2 separate regions of the Mus musculus genome follow, and region 1 is linked to region 2. The links are chromatin contacts, called in public Hi-C maps. All regions are on one chromosome and are shown on one strand. The core of a region is the stretch at or near the end of the contact, and the rest is flanking DNA. Distances in the headings are between cores, read along the strand shown.

What was found. Hi-C and Micro-C count contacts between places; a contact is called where the count stands out from the background.
Region 1: a contact with region 2 is called in a Hi-C map of uterus. The contact joins two enhancer-like sites. A contact is called at or near these places in 2 of 39 promoter capture datasets (the 3T3-L1 cell line and embryonic stem cells), 1 of 484 Hi-C or Micro-C datasets (uterus) and 1 of 115 datasets of contacts at active chromatin or transcription factors (embryonic stem cells).

What each region holds. Positions count from the first base shown.
Region 1 is chr9:41,542,649-41,547,338 of GRCm38.p6, forward strand. The region is part of intron 4 of Mir100hg (Mir100 Mirlet7a-2 Mir125b-1 cluster host gene); the gene reads left to right. Among named protein-coding and RNA genes, the nearest start is that of Mirlet7a-2, 8.3 kb to the left of the region's middle. Within about 2 kb of position 3,358, at least 53 of the 459 cell types and tissues checked have an H3K27ac peak or open chromatin away from gene starts, as enhancers often do. A contact at or near this core is called in uterus, where this site is marked.
Region 2 is chr9:41,325,092-41,329,651 of GRCm38.p6, forward strand. No RefSeq gene overlaps it. Among named protein-coding and RNA genes, the nearest start is that of Gm25401, 12 kb to the right of the region's middle. Within about 2 kb of position 1,955, at least 122 of the 459 cell types and tissues checked have an H3K27ac peak or open chromatin away from gene starts, as enhancers often do. A contact at or near this core is called in uterus, where this site is marked.

The sequences.
Region 1 (4,690 bases), core at 2,108-4,607, 220 kb after region 2:
CACTGCCATACCACACTAAACATTGATTCCTTTCCATCAAGGGCTGCCCGACCACATGTATAAAAAGTTCATCTAGTCCGGGAATTCTAGAATGTCTTATTGTTTGATGAATAAGGCCCCAAGTGTTCTGTGGTTGCCACTTGTAAATTGGAATAAAATGTATAGAATTCAGATCATAACTGGAATTCCAGACTGGAGCAGCTCATGTTCTATGATGAGGCTGAACCACTGCAGCGATAGGATACTTCCATCCAGTGTGGACATGCCTCATGGAGACATGATGGTGTTCGCAGTTATGTGTTCTCTAAACTCTAAGTGGCTGGGAGTCTTAACTTATTTGTTCATTATTATGCAATTAGGTGCTGCTGATATGGCAAAACCTATATGAAAACCACAATAAATCAAGCAAGATCAAAGGATTTCAGAGATGATGAGATATCTCGGTTTTGCACAAATCAAACAGCCTGAGACTAATCTCCTGATGGTATAGTGGAAAGACAGAGCTGTGACTCCTGGTAGGGTTCTCCTGATAGGCTCTGTCTTTTAGTCTCTGTCTCTGATCCCCCACTCTGTGTTTGTGTTTGTGTCTTTCTATGCCACTCTTTTTCTGTTGCTCTCTCACACAACACATATACATAACCACACATAAAATAATAACATTTTAATTTAAGGAAAGCATATCCCTGAACACTAGACAGAAAGGTTAAAAAAAATTCCTGGAAATAAACTTTTTATCGTCTGCCATGCCTAAAATACAAAGATTTCGGGTAATCATTTTACTAGAATGTCCCTATATGAGGTGTACGGGTGACAACCTGTGCTGGTTGGTTTTGTGTCAACTTAACTCAAGCTAGAATCATCTGAGAGGAGGGAGCCTCAACTGAGAAAATGCTTCTATAAGATTAGGCTGTATACAAGCCTTGTGGGTCATTTTCTTAATTGGTGATACTTGGAGCAGTGACCAGTCTATTATGAGGTGTTCTATCACTGAGCTGGTGGTCCTCAGTTTTATAAAAGAGCAAGCTGAACAAGCCAATAAGCAGCGTCCCTCTGTGGCCGCTACACCAGTTCCTGCCTCCAGCTTCCAGCACTGTTTGAGATCCTGTCCTGACTTCCTTCAATGATAGACTGTGATGTGGAAGTGTAAGTCAAATAAACTCTTTTCACCCCAACTTGTGTTTGATCACAATGTTTCATCACAGCAATGATAACCCTAACTAGGACACTACCTATTAAAATAAAGAAATTATTCTTATTAAAGCTAAAACTGTTCTGAACACAGTTTAACGTTTCTTAAGGCTTGTAAGTAATTCTGAACTTTGTGCATTCTGAGGTCAGCATTATAAAGCTAAATTTATCCCGGAGAGTTGTTTGACATGTAAAAGCGCCAATTTCAGACCTCAGCTTGGCAGAGCACTGTCTCCGTTCAACTTTACCATTTATGTTCTATGGTTCCAGTTGGAAATGCACATGGGTATGATTTTGATGTCTTCTAACAGGCACATGCCAAACGTCATGCTACAAGTGGAACATTACTCTTAACCAATCGACCAACATAGTTCTCAACACAGCAGACACAGTGTCCTGTGACCGTGCATGGTTCTAAGTTTAGCGGGCTCTGTATGTCCTTGCCGGCTCTTCTTTCTTATGTTGTTCTGTGCCTCAGAGGCTCCTTCGTGTACAGTCCCAGCAGTGCCTTTACCCTATTGCTTCTCAATATGCTTAGCCGCAGAAGTCACCAGTAAGAAGTTGGAGGGAAAGTAGAGAATGGAGTTAGGGTTCAGAATTCCTCTGATGGCCTTCTGGAACCAGAAGATGGAACTGGACCTCACTGATGGTGGCCAACCCTGATAGCTCCGGCTTTGGTTCCTCGATGTCTCTTTGTTCCTTTCCTACTCTCTCAGGCACACGGTGCAAGGATTTTCTGCCCTTCACGGTCCTCTGGGTTTCTCTCATCTTTACCCAATTTTTGTAAAGTAATCTTTATGTTAAGATATTCAGATAGGGGAAACTGAGGGAAGTCTGCTTTCCTCCAAACTCTAGTTCACTCTAGGCCAACATAGGCAGGTTAACAGAAGCGCTGCATTTCCAAGTACCGCCACTTTTCATCCCGTAGGAGACAGGGGTGTGGGAGATGATCATGATTGTCTTTCACAAAAACCCTTGTGGGTAGAAAGGGCAGAGACCATATCTGTTGCCTCCCGTTTCATTCCGAGAAAACCCGGCAAAGGGCGAACTCACTGCCCATGGAGAGTTGTATAGAGTTCCCACCAAATCCTCAAATCTGTAATATGCTGAAATGGAATGCAAAGCTTTGCTGTGGATGCAGATTGTGGAAGTCAAGGACCATACTTTTCTCCCATAGCAATTCTAACATAAAGTAATCTCTTTCACTGCTGACACCGGAAGTTCTAACTCAATAAAAATATATTTTCTTCCAGGGCTACCTTGGTTGGTGTTCAGCAAATGGGAATAATGTTTCATAATGTTTGGATCTGTTTTTTTTTTCTTTCTTAATTTATCTTTTGGGTCATTAGGTTATTCCCTACTCCTTGTTAGCTTTTCCTCTGTACACACGTGCCTGTACACATGTGCCTGCAGATATGTTTAGTTTGTATGTGGCTCTTACTGTTTTAGTAATATTGATATGATATGGGTATAATCCTGAAAAGTGGACTCTGTCATCTGTACATGAAATAAGACACTAAGAACTCAGAAAGGAGACGGCTGTCAGAATGGATGTTGCCTTTATTGATTTATGATTCCTATTGTTTCACATCACCCCTTATCACAACACCTTTTTACTGGAGTCCATGAAGAATGGAAAGCAGAAATGGACACTACTTTGCTTTGTAAAACACTACATCGCAACCACACTGTGTTCTATGGTCCCCACTCCCGCTTTGTTAAGGTCGGGTTGGAACGTCTGATTTCTCTGCTTAGTGAAAAAGAACTGAAGAACAGTAGACAAAAACTGAGCCCTTGGCTTTCTTCACTGACAGAATAGTGCTTGCAAGGTTTAAAGAGCAGAGTCTTCACTGTTCATATTTTGCAAACAAGATCATCTTTCCAACAAATGGCGGTGTGTGGAAGGTTAGAGATTCAGATAAGCACAGCTGCTTGATGGTAACTTTACTAGCCCACTTGGGAAGTGACCAAAGCACTATTAGATAAGTTAAAAACCAAAACAGCATGGAAAAAAAACTTTTTTTGCCAACTTCTTCTTCTTGACCTGCTGGCAGAGACCAATGGCTGTGTTCTCTATCTTGAGACTATCTCTTGTGGGCCAGACCGGATGATCTAATAGGTCTTTGTAATCTCAAATACTGTGACTTCTATCCCCAAGTGAACTACATAGTTTGTTTACATAGAAACACTCAGAGACTGAAGGAAATGCACTATGACTCACACTAAGGAAAGCAAGCCAGGGTGACTCAAGTGGCTTTCTTTCTAAATAGAAGTAAATTAAAAGCACAGAGCTTCCCTCCAGCTCCTCTCCAGCATCTTGATAATATGTAGAGTTAGAGCACCAGAGTTCTTTGATAGTGAATTTGTTTTTCTACCACAAGCAAATCGTAAATATGATGTTTTGTGAGACCAATAAACATTTGCTGCCCTTATCAAGACCACTCTTTGATGGTGACTGGTTTAATTGTTTTACTTTCAAGTTGTATCCCAGCCGCTTGGGAAATTTAAAAATGTTAGACAAGATAGAAAAAAATTAAAAATTGCTATAGAAACACAAACCTAATATAAATAAAGTATAACCACTGTTCATTTCAACCTTATTAAGGATTTGTTTCTGTGCTGTGGGCCACATTCATCTAGACAAATGAAACATTGGGAGAAATTATATTTTTAGAAGATTGCTTTTCTATAACTAGGTTGGCAAAAACATTTCTAAGGACTCTCTTTCCTCTGTGTTCTAGAAACATCTTGTAATTTCTCTACCAGATAGTACTTTGAATAGCCTTTTTAGGACTTAAAAAATTACAGCTATTTATGTTGTTGGTTTCGATATGCTCTGTTTTAAAAATCAAATACACTCAAACCTGGCACTTGGCTCCTTTCAAATAGGTGTAGGCAAATCAAGAGATATTGCTTCAGGAAGACTTAAAATTTCTTACCTGGTTTCTTGCTCAATTAACTTTGGGACACAGTGGTTAAAAACTGTAGTCAAGATAGATCTTTAAAAAGGTGGAGGAAAGCAAATCCCAGCATCAGCTTTTAGAACATGCCTCGAAGACAAATGGATAAAACTGTAGTCCATTCTACAGTTTTTCATGTACTTTATAAATATGTGTGCATATTATAATTTGGTGACATAATTATATAATTATGTAATAATATAAATGAATGTATATTGTATATAATAAATATAATCTTAATATATATAATTATGTTGTAAATTGTCTAGGTTTACACCTTTTCATATATATATATATATACATATATATATATATCAATTGTACAGAATAATAGGCTCTATATGATTCTCTCACACATGTGTATAATGTTTCCTGGTTATGGGACAGTATTTGTGGAGGAGGAGGCTGGATGTTGGTTTTTCCTTTTATACCTGCTTACCAATTTATGGTTAAATGATTTCTGTTTGTTCCTAAATGTCACATAATATGAGAAGAAAATACGCTAATAGAAATCAAGATACAGAAATGGTTATGTAGAAAAC
Region 2 (4,560 bases), core at 705-3,204:
GTGCAAATGGCACTTTATGACAGCTTTGTGTAAAGGAGGGAGTGCTGAAGCCATATGGTTTCGTGTTACCTGTGATTTCTGGGATGTGTGAGATATCTCCTCCACAGATTTGGGAAGCAACTTATTGGCTGACATTTGAATCTTGGCAAAGGATTGCTCTAGATGAATTGATTCTTTACAAAAGCTGCCCATGACATCCCATGATTTCCTATCTAAATACAGAGGCTTCTAGGGTGTATCCCAGCCATGCCTTCACGACTATTTCCTAACATGTCTCTGATGTTTTTGACTGAAGAAAAGCATGGCCAACCTCACTCAGGTCTTCGTGTTGCCTAGAACAGGAAACTAGATCCAGAGGTCACACTATGTTATGGAGAGAGAGACACAAACATGGGCCCTGGTGAAGGGGGGTGGAGACGTTGTAGGCTAAGACACTACTACAGGCTGAGGGTCCCTGCCCTTTTTGCTGTGCCATGGGTCCTCTCTGACCTCTACGATGTCTTGCCATGAGGATGGTTCAGCCATTCCAAACTCTCTTTTTCTCTGGCTTAATCTAACATCTGAGAAATCCATTTGCTCTCTTTCTCGTACATATAAACACCTTGCAGTGTGTATGTGTGTTGGGGAGGGGGGCTCAGCTTTTTTCTTCCCTTAGAGAAAGCATGAAAACAAACAAAACAAGTCCCATGTCTGAACACTCCCAAAATTCTCAGAATTACAGAAAAGGAGGCACGTGTGAGTGACTGAATTTGTTCAAGAGCAGGAGGCAAGGAGATGTTTGTGTAACAACAGCCTCAGACAACAGGACCAACCAGAAGCACAGCATGGCTGTGTCATGGCTACAGGCCCTAGGAGAAGCTGGCTTTCTTGTCAGGTTTAGACAGATACCTTTTGTCAATCATGGATCAATGCTGGCCAGGCAAGCTTTGTCTCAGAGGCTTGCGAGGATAATGTTTCTTTGTAAGCGTAGTTTCTTTTGCCCTTTTAAACTCTAATGTCATTGTTTTTCAAACAAAACTCTGTGTGTGCTTTGCTGGAGCTTGCTGGATAAGTAAGCACTGTCATTTAAATGAGTATTTAATGTTATATAACTGTCATTTGGCACTTATAAACGGGAATCTGAAAATATCAGGTGGATAATAAAATAGATTTCAATATCATTCCTCAAAAAGGAAAGTGCCCTCTGTTTTTGTTGTGAATGCTGTCTGAGGCTTCCCTCCCCACGTCCCCTCTTCCCTGAGTAACAATCTTGTCTTCCAAGACCGTCAGAAAAATAGCCTATTTTTAAATTTTTAGACTTTCTGTCTTAGGGAAAGGGAAAATATTGTATGGAAAGCAACAGTGGCAGCCGCAGCAGCAACAACCACAACAATAAGAAATACCTGCCTTACAGTGTCGGCTGAATGCCCACGGATGCAATGCGCATGTTAGACACATCAGGCTAAAATGGATTCTAAGCGTATTCTTAGATTAGATTTAGTTACACAGCATTTTAGAGAGAGGTGACAGGTAAGCTTTCAAAACTGGTAGGCATTTTAGTTCATTGTAGCCAGAAGTTAAAAATAATTGCAATGAATTTTAAGTCACAAGAAAAACCTTCCTTCTGACCTGGCTCCCAGAGCTGGCTGGAGAAAGGCCTTTATCCAGGCATTTGGGACAGCTCTTTCTTTAGAGAAAAAGCCAGCCGTCTGTTTTTCTTCTCTCTGGGGTAGCTGCCATTTCGGACAGGCAGGCACAAAGCCGGGAACATAATCAAGGGCAGAGAAAACTCACCCCATGTTCTATTTGTCATGCTGACCCGCAGGTCATAACCTGAAAGTTTATGGATCAGGGAGACAAGGCCTCCCTGGAAGTCTGTTTTCTGGGCTTTGGCTGATGCTAAGTTCCTGACTTCTGAAAGAGGGGAGGGTGTGGACTTCCAGGGCTAGCCAGTGGGAAGGAAGTAATATTCATTAAGAGTGTCTCATGCAAGCCGCGCAGGCAAGCATGCTCAGTGTAAATTCTCCCGGAGTCTGTCAGCTATGTTTGAACTCAGTCCAGCAGGGCTGCCTTTACTTTTTTTTTTCCCTACCAGGAAGAATGCTCCATTACATTGTGCTTTGCCTCTCTCTCTCTCTCTCTCTCTCTCTCTCTCTCTCTCTCTCTCTCTCTCTCTCTCAGAAGATCAGTAACAATGTTATTTTCTGATCAGTTCAGTAATACAATGCCCTCTGATGTTCACACCAGCATCTCACTGGAGAAGAAAAGAATGTTGTTGGCTACCTGGGACCAGAAGACTTCTTAGGTCAGTAGAAGCTAATCAAGTACTCTCAAGGCTTCCAGAGTCAGGAGTCGTCTTTTCTTAGTAGTTCAGGGAACTGACAGCAATTTAATTGTCTTTTCAACTGGTGGGTGTTCATATACCAATATTTTTTTTCCCACGCGAACTATGGTTTTCTTATGCTAGAGTGATTTTCCAAAAACAGGGAAAGATATATCTTTGGATTAATTTGCATTTGAAAGAAACTTTTTTTTTTTGGTACAGGAGTTTTCTCTTTCTTCTTTCTCTTTCTTCTCTACTGCAAATTATATGTTTTTCAAGTAAATATTGTGGTGAACCGATGTAGCAGTCACAGTCAAATGTGGATGTGGTTTGCATGGCATTAATTCTTGGCAAGGGTGGCTTTCATGAAGTTAGCTTTTGTGCTGCCAAAGATAGAAGGGAGTTAGCTTATTTCTGTCATTGTTTCTGAAACTTTTGGTAGGTTTGGAGGCTGAATTGAGAACCCTTGGGGATGGGGGGGAGGGGGAGAGAGAGAGAGAGAGAGAGAGAGAGAGAGAGAGAGAGAGAGAGAGAGAGAGAGAAGAGCTTTTTTCCTGTTTAATGTGCAAAAAAATGTCTTTTTAAAAAAATATTCAACTCTCTGCTTCTCAGGAACGACTGTATCTTTTTAAGAGTATGTGTAGTGATAAAGTGTAGTTTTGGAGGGAGATAACCAGCAGAAGGCAGAGACAGTTTGTAATGAACAATTTAAATCAAGATCCTCATGGGAACTAGATGCAAGCCAAGAAAAATATCATGTGCTGTGAACTCACTGATTTACTGAGGTTTGCACCTTTAAATCTTTTTTTTTCTTTCTTTCTTTTTTTTTTTTTTTTTGAGAAAGTGGATCCAACTTTAAAGCATTGTTCTGTAACATCAGGTGATGATGATGTCACACTCAGCAGAGCAAGCAAGTGTGCAAAGACAGTTCCTTTAAAAATATCTGAGGGCTGGGCTTAGGAAACTACACGGCTTGAAGGGAGACTGTGTCCTGAGCTATTTTGCAATATTATGCACAAATCTTTAGAGCAAAGGGGAATTTTTTTTTCCTTTTCAAAGCAAAAGGGCAAGTTAAGTATTATTGATTTGTCTGGGATTAAATATTTGCTGGCATCCAGTACATCACAGGCTACCAATATGTAAGTCAGACGTGCCATCTATTCAGGGCACGTAAATGAAAGCTCTTGCATTTTCATAGGGTCAAATACGGCAGCACCAGCTCCTAATTACCCTCTGCTCCCAGGAAGGCCTGAGAGAGGCGGGGCGTGTGGTCAAAGAATGCATGGCCTGTGAGCTGACCTTGTTCTCTTAACTTATGTCTATCTGCTCTTAAGGGGCAGCAGGTGTGGAGAGCTGTGAGTCACAGGACCTCAGGGGAGATCAGGAGGGAGAGGCAGATCCACCCTGGCTGGGACTTATGCCCCCATCCAGTGCTCCAGAGAGGACTTCTGCTCTTGGATCTAGTCCTGGAGCTCTTTGAAAGCTGCATCTGCCTTTCTGTTTCTCCAAGTTAAGGTCGGTCTTCATGGATGGATGGGCTTTGTTTGATGAAGACCATTCTCTAAGGCAACAGTGAGGGTCCTTCAGGCTCCTTTGCTTCCCTCTAACTTATGGCACCTTTCTTGAGTGGTTTGATTGAAGGCGCAGACACTTTCTGGGGTGAAAAAACACAGGTCTTCCTGAAGGTGAGTGTGTGCATATGTGTGTGTGTTTATGTGCATGAATGTGTATGCATGGATGAGTGTGTCCATGTATGGGGGTGCTTGCATGTGGAGGTGTACATGTGCACATGTGTGTATGAGTGTGAGTGAATACATTCTGTGTGTACATGGGTGAGTTTATAAGTATATGTGTAAGTGTGGAAGAGTGTGTGTGAGTGTGTATGTGCCTCTGTAGCCTGGATTCTGAGACCTTGCTTCTTGGAAAGATTTGTATGAGTGGGGTTGTTGGTCTGGGTCAGGAACCTTTCTTATTGTACTGACATGTGATCAATATTTTGGAACTTTCTTCTGACTCTTTTGCCATTACTTACACTACTGCCTTCAGCTTCCTTCCCTCGTCATAACCAATGTTTTGAAGAATAGCACCAAAACTCTTAGAGGTACAAAAATAATCAAAGGCTATGCAATGGAGCAGAGATGGGCCTCCTGGTCGTCATATCTGGGTAAAATTTAGATTATAACAAGTGTAAGTGGGGGAGAGGAGTCTGAGTCTTGCATTCATTTTAAAAACTATATATCATTGATGTCCTAGTTTCT